Regions from separate parts of the Mus musculus genome. Here all the other regions are linked to region 1. Evidence: chromatin contacts called from public ChIA-PET and Hi-C data. All regions are on one chromosome and are shown on one strand. Each heading gives the region's core, a stretch centred on a gene start, on an enhancer-like site or on the middle of the called end of the contact. The rest is flanking DNA. Distances are from core to core; before and after follow the strand shown. Region 1 holds the start of Ercc6l2 (excision repair cross-complementing rodent repair deficiency, complementation group 6 like 2). Region 2 overlaps Ercc6l2 (excision repair cross-complementing rodent repair deficiency, complementation group 6 like 2). Region 3 has its middle 16 kb from the start of 1700024I08Rik.

Region 1 (3,087 bases), core at 235-2,734:
ATAAAGTTGGAGTCAGGAATAATGATTCTGTTACTACAGAGATTGGAACTGCTGATCAAGGGAGGACTTTTCTCTGAAAGGTAGGACTGGGGGTATTGCTCCTAATGATTGGGATGCCTCTCTCAATTCCAAAGTGCCTTTTTTGTTTGCTTCCAACATAGGAAACATACTTCCTTCTTGGACACTCTTGAGTGATCTGTTCTTCCCATCAGCAATTTTCCCCCTAAAATACCAAAAGTGACTAAATCTTCTAATAGCATCAAGGAACAAACATAGCAGTCCCATCACTGTCACTTAGAAGATCCACCATTTGCCTTTAGCAGTCAGATTCATAAAGGCATTTCTATTTGTGGGCCCTTAATTATGACATGACCAATTTTTAGTCCTACGAGTTCAAGGTTTGTTGCTTACCCTGAAATTAGCATTGAGCACCTGCTTACTTTCATGAGATATCTTCCTCAAAGGAAGAGCAAGATTTACCCAATGATTCCTGGGCACAGAACACTCAGTTGTAAATCTGTTCTGTCAGGGCTTGAAGGTTGACTCCATCTGTAAGCCAACTTGCTGCTAATACTGCTGACCTGGATTCCAGCCTCTGAATTCATAAGGAGAACTGACTCACCCAAGCTATCCTCTGACTTTCACATGCCTGATGCACACATATACACAAAGTTTGTAATCTGTTATATCAATCAATTTTATTAATAAAAGCTAGAGGGCAAGTCTGCATCCCTGATGGCTTGTGAGATAACTGCACTTTCAAAAGCTCTTGGTGATCTACTAGAGGCAAAATTCTGCTTCAATACGCCATGTAAGTGAACTAAACTAAATAAATAGGCCTTTGATCATCTACCTAACAGATCCCTGCTATTGACTAATAACTGGCATATACAAAGACAAAAATGACATTTACTGAACGCCAAGGGTCAAAAGTGGAGTCACTTGCATCTCATCTCATCTAATAGTCACAAGAAGCAATAGTCCTCGTTTTACAGATGAGGAGTCTGTTCCCACTGCTCGGCGAGTAACTGTGAGGGACAGCACTAAATTCTTTCGTCCAGGCGGCTGAGTCGCAAAGCCGAGGACTTCCCGCGGGGCAAGAGTTCGAAACCCGCAGCTGTCAATCACAGGAAGCACGCGGGAGCCGCTTCCGGAAGTGCCCTGAAGACGTGTGCCTGCGCAGAGGCGCGAGCTCGGAGCTCATACCTTTGCGGGAGTCTGCGCGGGACTGCGGGGCGGAGATGTCCATCGGGCTAGGGGCAGGCACCCGGCAGCCCCGCCGCTCTCGGCGGCGAGGAGAGCACGGCACGTGGGCCGGCTGCCGGGCATCGCCCGCCCGGAGCGGGGGGCGCTATGTGGGGCCTGACGCGGCGGCGTCACCTCAGCGACCAGCCAACGCTCGCCAGAGCCCGTAAATCCCGCGAGAACGAGCGCCTCTGCGCTCCATCGCTCGCCTCCCTCCAGATATCGCGAGAAGATGGACTAGCCTTTCAGCGGGCGGAAGCGGCTTCCCTTCCAGACGAGGTCAGCCTCGCGCAGTTCGCGAACGTCCCAAATATCGCGAGATTTGGCATTAGTCGGCGACCTCGACCCTCTTCGCTGAGGGAGTCCACGACCTGAGGTGTGTGACATCCTCCCAGGGCGGAAAAAGACAGTGTGAGCCCTGCACAGACCATTGACACTGTGGTGGCCTTGTCGTCTAGGAGCTTCAGGAGGCGAGCCTTAAGAGGGCGTTTTCTTGGGTTTGCCTACTTTATCGTAACTCACTCGTGCACAAACAAGGCAACCCCTGGGGTTCGGTTTTCTTCGCCATCTGAGAAGAGCAGCGACTGTGCCTCGCCCTGAGAGAGAAGCACACACCACGCAGCCTGCTGCCTCCAGCACAGCGTTCTGCGCACGAGCTGAATGGATTTTGCCTGTCCCAACATCTCCTGAACAAGCTCGTGAAGCCAAATGTATTCTTCATGTCGAATTCTTGTGATTTTTTTTTTTTTTAGGCCACTGTGCCTGTGTACGGGTCTCGTAGAGCTAAAAATCCAGAAGTCAGAGAAATTGCATTCCTTCCTAGAAAGTGGAAGAATCTCCACTCCTTGGCTTGACCTCTTTCTTCAAAGCCAAGGATAGTGCATTTCCTGAGCCTTCCACAATGGGTTTGGGTTTTGGGGGGGTTTGTTTGTTTGTTTGTTTGTTTGTTTTGAGCTCACCAGAATAATCTTATTTTCAGGTGTACACTCATAACTACATCAGAAAAGGCCCCTTGACATGTAAGATAACATGTATGGGTTCCTGGATTTAGAGACACAAATTCCTCTTGGGGATCATTATCCTGCCTACTGGAGGATCTTATTTGTATATACTATATGCCTATTCAACAAAGAGATCTCCATTCTTTGCAGATACTACTAAGACTAGTAGACTATTTTCAAAGGAGTGCTATATTAAGAGTGTCACTTGTTTGCAAAGCAATAGGAAAAGCTTTATAAAGAGAAACATTTAGGAATATTGATTTAGCTAGTAACAACAGCCTGAATAAAGGGGAGTAACTGCAAAAAATAAAGAGTTAAATAAATTTTGGGGGGAGGCAGGGATTTTGAGACAGGCCTTCTCACTGCGTAGCCCTAGCTATCCTAGAACTCATTCTGTAGACCAGGCTGGCCTTTGCCTGTTGGTTTAAGATGTAAGGCCTTACTGAAACTACAAGTGATTTGATAAATCCAAAATAAACATTGAAATGAAAGAAATCACCTTGTTAAAGGAATATCCTTCTAGCTAACAAGACGACTCCTCACCTTTGAGTGTCTCTTATGTAACTGCATTGCCATGATTGTCCTGTTTAATGAAATGGGAACAGTCATAACATGAACATGTCTTAAAGGTTAAGCATCCTGCCCTTAGGGTAGCTTTTGTTCTTGTCGGTTGCCTGTCATCCTCTTGTGTGGATGCTGATGTTGTAAACCTCCAACACTAGGATGCCAGTTACTTCAAGGTGAAATTGTGATATATTTCTGAAGTCAGTATAAGTGTTGTTGGATTGACTATATTGCATGCAAAACCACTGACAATTGATAACACAGCAAACATTAAGAC
Region 2 (3,087 bases), core at 263-2,762, 71 kb before region 1:
CATAAGAGCATGCCCAGTTGAATCTTATGCATGTTGTACAAATCTGAAACTCAAATCAACCCTTTCACACTTAGGAAGAAAAAACAAAACAAAACAAAACAAAACAAACAAAACCACACACACAAATAAAATCTCCAAAGCAAAACTTGAGAAAATAAATGAGTCCACACTAGGTCTTATCAGTCATAATTCTGAACAACTCACTTCTTACTATAGTTTTAGGCTTACATTGGTTATATACCATGAAAGTTATTTATCATCCTGTAACAATATGAAACAGTCAAATGTCCTTGGATAATCTGGATCTTATCTTTTTAGTATTCTTTTTACATTCATTTATTTATTTTGTACTCACATGCCAAGGCATGTGTGTGGAGGTCAAAGGACAACTTTCAGAGTCAGTTCTTTTTTCTATCACAAGGTCCCAGGGTTGCTGGCTTTTACCTGCTTGCTAAGCTGTCTCACTAGCCATCATTCCTTTAGTAAAGTACATGATCTGTAATTCAAAGCAATAGACCTAAGTCAAGGGCCTTACTTTTACTCAAGCAACAGTTTTTCAGTGCAGACTCAACTAAAAAAAAAAAGCTACAGATTTTCCAATATGAAAAGCTTAAGAAAACTGTAGATAGCAATCTTTAATGTCAGTATACTTTCAAAGGAAGGAATCCTTCTACCTTACAGCTCTATGATCACATTTGCATTTTTCTGTTTATTCGGCCACATATGGAATGTGTATATTAGAAAACAGCACTGTATAGTTCAGGGAATATTTATTAAAAAAAACCCAAAACCTCCTTTTATTAACATTAATTAAAATGTAATATAAATTTGAAGGTAAACTGCTAAAGAAAGGTTCTTACATAGAAATGAGAATTTGACAGGGAAAGGCCCTCTCATAACCACATCCTGTAACAAATGTATCAAGAGTTTAAAATCCAGGAGAGTAAAGAACTGTGGGTTTTTTTTTTTCTGTTTTCTTCTTTTCTTTTTAAACACAAGGGTTTTCAGTATAGCTGCAGGAGGCCTTAGAACTAATGATGTAGTCCAAGCTGGCCTTGAACTTGGGTACTTTTGCTTCGGCCTTGTGGTTATACAAGCTTGCCACCGTGATGCTAACTTTTGAAGATAATCATGAAGAGCCTTGTGGTTTAAATGAAAATGGCCCCTCTAGGCCCATAGGGATGGGTACTACTGGGAGGTGTGGCCTTGTTTGAGAAAGTGTCACTGGGCTTTGGGGTTTCTCTCTTCCTGCTGCCTGCAGATCCAGATATAGAACACTCTTCGATGCTGGATGCTGCCATGCTACCTACTGTGACAATCATGAACTAAACCTCTGAACTGTAAGCCAGCTCTAATTAAATGTTTTCCCTTGTAAGTGTCGCTGTGGTCATGGTGTCTCCTCACAGCAATAAAACCCAAACTAAGACAAGCCTCTAGTTTCTATTTTACAGAAAAGGTATTATGGATAATCTCTCTTGGGACTAATTCTGGAGACACATCCATAGCCAGCACACAGAATCTCCCCAGCTCACCTCATCCTACACATTGCAGAGGAAGGCTGCTCACAGTGGTGCACAGACAGGATAGCCTGTCTGTGGCAGGTTACCAGGAACTAGTGAAATCTTTGACTAGGTAGATGAGGAATGGATCTGGCTATGGCGCTGGTTCCTTTTAGGGCACACAAGAAAAGTGGATACCAGTCATACTGATGTCCTAAATCCAGGTGGTTAGCCAGTAATGGGAAACTGGAACTAAGTGGAGATTTTCAAAGGCAGTGGAAAGTCATGATGGTAGAAGGCTGAACTCAGAAAGCTGGTTCTAAGATGAACTGAGGGCCTGCCTATGCCAGTAAAGTCTGGGGCCTACAACTTGTTCCCAAAGCTAAACAGTTCTAAGCACACTCTAAGGTCACCATCATGTGTGGCCCTGCCTCTCCATCATCCTGATCACACCAAGTATGCCACGAAGAATACAAATCAAGTGTTCTTTCAGTTTCTGTTTTCATCAAGCCTTAAACTGTGAAGTCTGAAGCAGCAATGTTTTGTTTACACATCTGTTCAAACAAAAGACTTAAAAAGAGATCTCTTTGGTTAAGGGCCAAACTGTAAGCACACACAAAGGCATAAATTCGCTTATCTTTGCAATGCAAGGAACTGGGAGAGCTATCAAAACAGACAGAACAGTGAAAGAAAATCCATGCAAATGGCAGCTGGATCTAAAGTGATAAAACTGTTTAACGATCTTTGGGCAACAGTGAAAAATATTCAAATTAATTATGCAAGGTTATCATAAAGTAGGGTCTCTGTATTCAACAAAAACCTAAGGCTAAAACCTACTCCTGAACCTTAAACCACTGTCTAGGAAAAAACCAACTGGTTAGTGGATTGAACCCAAATATATACCAAAGCCACATTTTCTGCATATGTTCAAAACTGACAATCAGGCCTGAAAACACAAACATGTTGTGAGAGGAAGAGGGGACTGAAGTTGGAAACTCTAGCTCCTTTCCTCCCAGAAGGTACAATAGCTGCAATCTAAAGCAACTTTATTTTGTGTGTTGGCTTTACGGCAGGATCCTAGGCTAGCCTAAAACTCATCACGCAGCATAGGATGGTACTGAACTTACAATTCTGCTTGAGACTCTGGAGTGCTGGCATGATATAGATGTGCATCTCCATACCCAGTCTGTAGTAAGAAACTTCACAAAACTTGCCTGGCAGACGGCTCAGAAGACATAGGTGCTTGCTTCTAAACCCAATGACCTGAGTTCAATCCCCAAACCCCACACAGTGGAAGTAGAAAACCGAATCCTTCAAGCTCCATGTACATGTAACACACACACACACACACACACACAGACACACACACACAGACACACACACACACAGATACAGATACAGATAGACACACACACAGGGGGGGGGAGGGATACATGGTAAAACACACACACTAAACAAATGTAAAAGAAGAAGGAGAACGAAAATGAGAAGGGAAGAAGAAGGAGGAGGAGGAGGAGGAAGAGGAGGAGAAGAAGAAGGAGAAGAAGGAATTTCACAGAACTGTGGGAGACAGAGGATGAAGTCACAT
Region 3 (3,087 bases), core at 278-2,777, 65 kb after region 1:
GGGGAGGAAGCATGCTCCAGCTTTGTTCTTCTCAGGATTGCTGCAGCTGTTCTAAGCCTCTTCTGTGTCTATATAACTTTAGGACCAGTCTGTTGGACCAAGGAGCCAACCACAACACCAATAGATACTTCCAAGTCATGCTGGGGAATAATTACCATTTTACCACAGTGTGATGTTTTCCTGCCCATGAGTATGTGCTGCCAACCAGTGACTTAAATATTTTAACGTTTTAAGAATTGCACTATGTCTATGAGTGTTTTGTCTGTGCATGTGTACCACAGGCATACAGTTCCCAAGGAAGCCAGAAGAGGGCGTCTGAACTAGAGTTTCAGACAGTTGTGACCTAACATGTGTCTGGGAATCAAATCTGGGTCCTGTATAAGCACAGCCAGTGCTTTAATCTGTGAAACATCTTCCTAGACCCAAGTTTGCTATAAGCATATTTTTCAGTTTTTAGAGTATAAATTTTAGTTTGTTAAATTCATCCCTAATGAGTAAATGGAACTTATAAAAGGGAACTACCCTCTTAATTTCCTTTTCTAATTTAGTGTTGGAAGAAGGCACCCTGTGTCCACCTCTGGCTTCCATCTGTACATTTGTACATGTACCTGTACACACATGTCCACACACATAGAAGCATGCTTACACACACACAAAAAAGAAAACACTATGCTAAATGAAATAAACCAAATACAAATACTGTGTGATTCTACCTCCTGAACATTCTAGAATCAGTCAATTTATATATAGAGAGAGTTTTAGGGCCTAGCAATGTCCAGGGTAGGATAGAATGAGCAATCACTGCTTAATAGACAGTGTACTTTGGGTGGAGAGAAAGGTTTGACAAAAGAAGTGGTAATGACTACATAATAGCTTAAATATAATTACTGCCAATTATACACATAGAATGGCTAGGGAGAAGATTTATGCTTATGTACTTTATTACAGCAAAGCTTAAAGAGTACCAGAAAAAAAATTAGCAGTGGTAGGTCAGACTGGTTGTCACTGCTGTGAAGAAATACCTGAGACAATCAATTTGATTTCAGCTTTGATCGGGAGAATTCAGTTCATAGTATCTTGGCTTCACTGTGTTTAGAATTGTGGGTACACAAGACATCATGGTGGGTACATCATGGTGGGAGACGGCACTTTTTGAAGGGGAACACATGGTGGAAAAAAAAGCTGATTACCTCCTGAAGGCCAGGAAACAAAGAGGAAGACCCACTGGGTGCAGACTGTAAGGCTTGGCAGCAGGCATTTTACTTTCAGGGCCATCTCACAGGCCCCAAGACATATGTTTAAATAAACAACTAGAACATTTTTTTTAAACTACACAGTTACTGGCCATGTGTGTTTTAATTTTTATCTTTTTTGCAACCCTCTTTTCACTGGGCCCTCTTTCCTTGGACGTGTTTGTTTTCATTGGCCCACCAGCAGCAAATTCTTGCAGTCTTATAAGCATGCGGAATTGCTGTCATTGAGTTAGCAAGCGCTGCTCCATCTGTGAGTAAGGAGACCCACGGTATTCTCTCATGAGTCACTACAATATGGTTGCCAAAACCAATCAAACCAGTGCCAAATTCAAGAAGTCACCAGAGGACTTTCAGCAATTCACAGGGTTTTTATGGGGGAAAGGAAAATGGGGTGGGGAGAAGGTACATTTGCATAATTTTCTTCTTCTTTTTCTCATCTGCTGGTGACTTTCAGAAATTATAATCATCATTGGCCTGAAGAGATGGCTCTGCAGGTGTACTGTTCTTGCAGAAGACCTAGCTCAGTCCCCAGCACTCATGTCATAATGGCTTATAATCCCAGATCCAGGAGACCCCATGCCCACTGCTGAATTCCCTCATCCTCCTTCCATCCCCCCTTTAGCTTCTCTTAGTAGGTAACTTGTTGTCTTTTCTTACAGCTTTTGACACTGTTTCTTTTTTCTCTTCTTTTCTTTTCTTTTCTTTTCTTTTCTTTTCTTTTCTTTTCTTTTCTTTTCTTTTCTTTTCTTTTCTTTTCTTTCCTTTCCTTTCCTTTCCTTTCCCTTCCCTTCCCTTCCCTTCCCTTCCCTTCCCTTCCCTTCCCTTCCCTTCCCTTCCCTTCCCTTCCCTTCCCTTCCCTTTCTCTTCTCTTCTCTTCTCTTCTCTTCTCTTCTCTTCTCTTCTCTTCTCTTCTTTTCTTTTCTTTTCTTTTCTTTTCTCTCTGGGCAGGAGGGACTTACTGGTTAACTTTGTGTCTTACAAAGGGAGAAAAGTGTTGGGACTCCCTGCACAGGTGGAGGTAGGTGTGTCAGATGAGGGGTTCCCAATAGAGCAGGACAGCCAGGAAGAGGATGAGGAGCCCTGGATTCTTGTTCGTGACTCGCAGTCCAAGGATGACTGCCTTACACCCCTAGTCAGGCCTTGGTGGATGCCCTCTGCCTGTCTCCATACTTCTAATGACTAATTCTGCAGAAGGACTCCAGACATTTGGGAAATCCCACAGCTAGAGAGGGGCTTTACTGGTAGATCAAGATCTTGCTGTCCTAGAAGGTTCCAGACATCAATGTCACCGTGTGTGATGACTGAGGAAGGAGTCAAGGACCCTGGGCCCTCTGGGAAGGCAGATCTGCCCCTCCTGACCCATCCTGCCTCACAGTCACTCCCAGTGGCCTCAGAGGCTTGCAGGCTAAGACAGGCACTGCCAACAAGGAACTGAAAGTCCTGCCTCCAGGATGCCAGGCCTGCCCACTGTCCCTCACCTCCAAGCATTTTAGAGCTCTGTCAGCCCTGTCAGGGTCTGAGAAGCAGCCAGCCCAGCCAGAGTGAGGTGAGGTTGGAGGGATAAAACTCCAGGTTCTTCTTCCCTTTTTTCAAGACACAGTGGAACCTGGCAGCCTTCTGCTTGTCTCACAGGATGGCCTCCATGGCGGCCAAACGCTGGGCCCGCAGGTTCCTGTTCATCTGGCTTTGGTACGCTTCTGTATGGTTCTGCCTTTAATCTCTCTTTGTCTTTTTAGTACTGTTTTTGACACTTTTTTTTCTTCTCTCCTACAATGCCTTTCAGAGAGTTTCTCTACTTGTGTCTATTTGAAGAGCTAAGTTCATCTTGTCTTTA

Evidence for each region. A called contact is a pair of places that touch in the nucleus more often than the background predicts. ChIA-PET counts read pairs in DNA pulled down with a chosen protein or histone mark.
Region 2: a contact with region 1 is called in an RNA polymerase II ChIA-PET map of effector CD8 T cells, with 113 read pairs. The contact joins the enhancer-like site here to the promoter of Ercc6l2 in region 1. A contact is called at or near these places in 10 of 39 promoter capture datasets (the 3T3-L1 cell line, 3T3-L1-derived adipocytes, the HPC-7 cell line and 6 more), 1 of 15 datasets of contacts at CTCF or cohesin (CD8 T cells), 7 of 484 Hi-C or Micro-C datasets (the C2C12 cell line, CD4 T cells, CD8 T cells and 3 more), 6 of 115 datasets of contacts at active chromatin or transcription factors (CD8 T cells, effector CD8 T cells, embryonic stem cells and 1 more) and 4 of 9 other capture datasets (adipose tissue, liver, macrophages and 1 more).
Region 3: a contact with region 1 is called in a Hi-C map of adipose-derived mesenchymal stem cells, with 2.0 times the contacts expected there. The contact joins the enhancer-like site here to the promoter of Ercc6l2 in region 1. A contact is called at or near these places in 6 of 39 promoter capture datasets (the 3T3-L1 cell line, cranial neural crest, hippocampal neurons and 2 more), 3 of 484 Hi-C or Micro-C datasets (Sertoli cells, adipose-derived mesenchymal stem cells and nephron progenitors), 1 of 115 datasets of contacts at active chromatin or transcription factors (embryonic stem cells) and 2 of 9 other capture datasets (adipose tissue and pancreatic islet).

The regions. Positions count from the first base shown.
Region 1 is chr13:63,813,637-63,816,723 of GRCm38.p6, reverse strand. Ercc6l2 (excision repair cross-complementing rodent repair deficiency, complementation group 6 like 2) reads right to left here and starts at 1,484. Exons shown (of 19, transcript NM_001013608.3): 1 at 1,207-1,484. The coding sequence starts at 1,249.
Region 2 is chr13:63,884,701-63,887,787 of GRCm38.p6, reverse strand. The region is part of intron 17 of Ercc6l2 (excision repair cross-complementing rodent repair deficiency, complementation group 6 like 2); the gene reads right to left. Among named protein-coding and RNA genes, the nearest start is that of Gm46423, 20 kb to the left of the region's middle. Within about 2 kb of position 1,512, at least 43 of the 459 cell types and tissues checked have an H3K27ac peak or open chromatin away from gene starts, as enhancers often do. A contact at or near this core is called in CD8 T cells, the G1E-ER4 cell line, Th1 cells and 4 more, where this site is marked.
Region 3 is chr13:63,748,606-63,751,692 of GRCm38.p6, reverse strand. No RefSeq gene overlaps it. Among named protein-coding and RNA genes, the nearest start is that of 1700024I08Rik, 16 kb to the right of the region's middle. Within about 2 kb of position 1,527, at least 52 of the 459 cell types and tissues checked have an H3K27ac peak or open chromatin away from gene starts, as enhancers often do. A contact at or near this core is called in adipose tissue and adipose-derived mesenchymal stem cells, where this site is marked.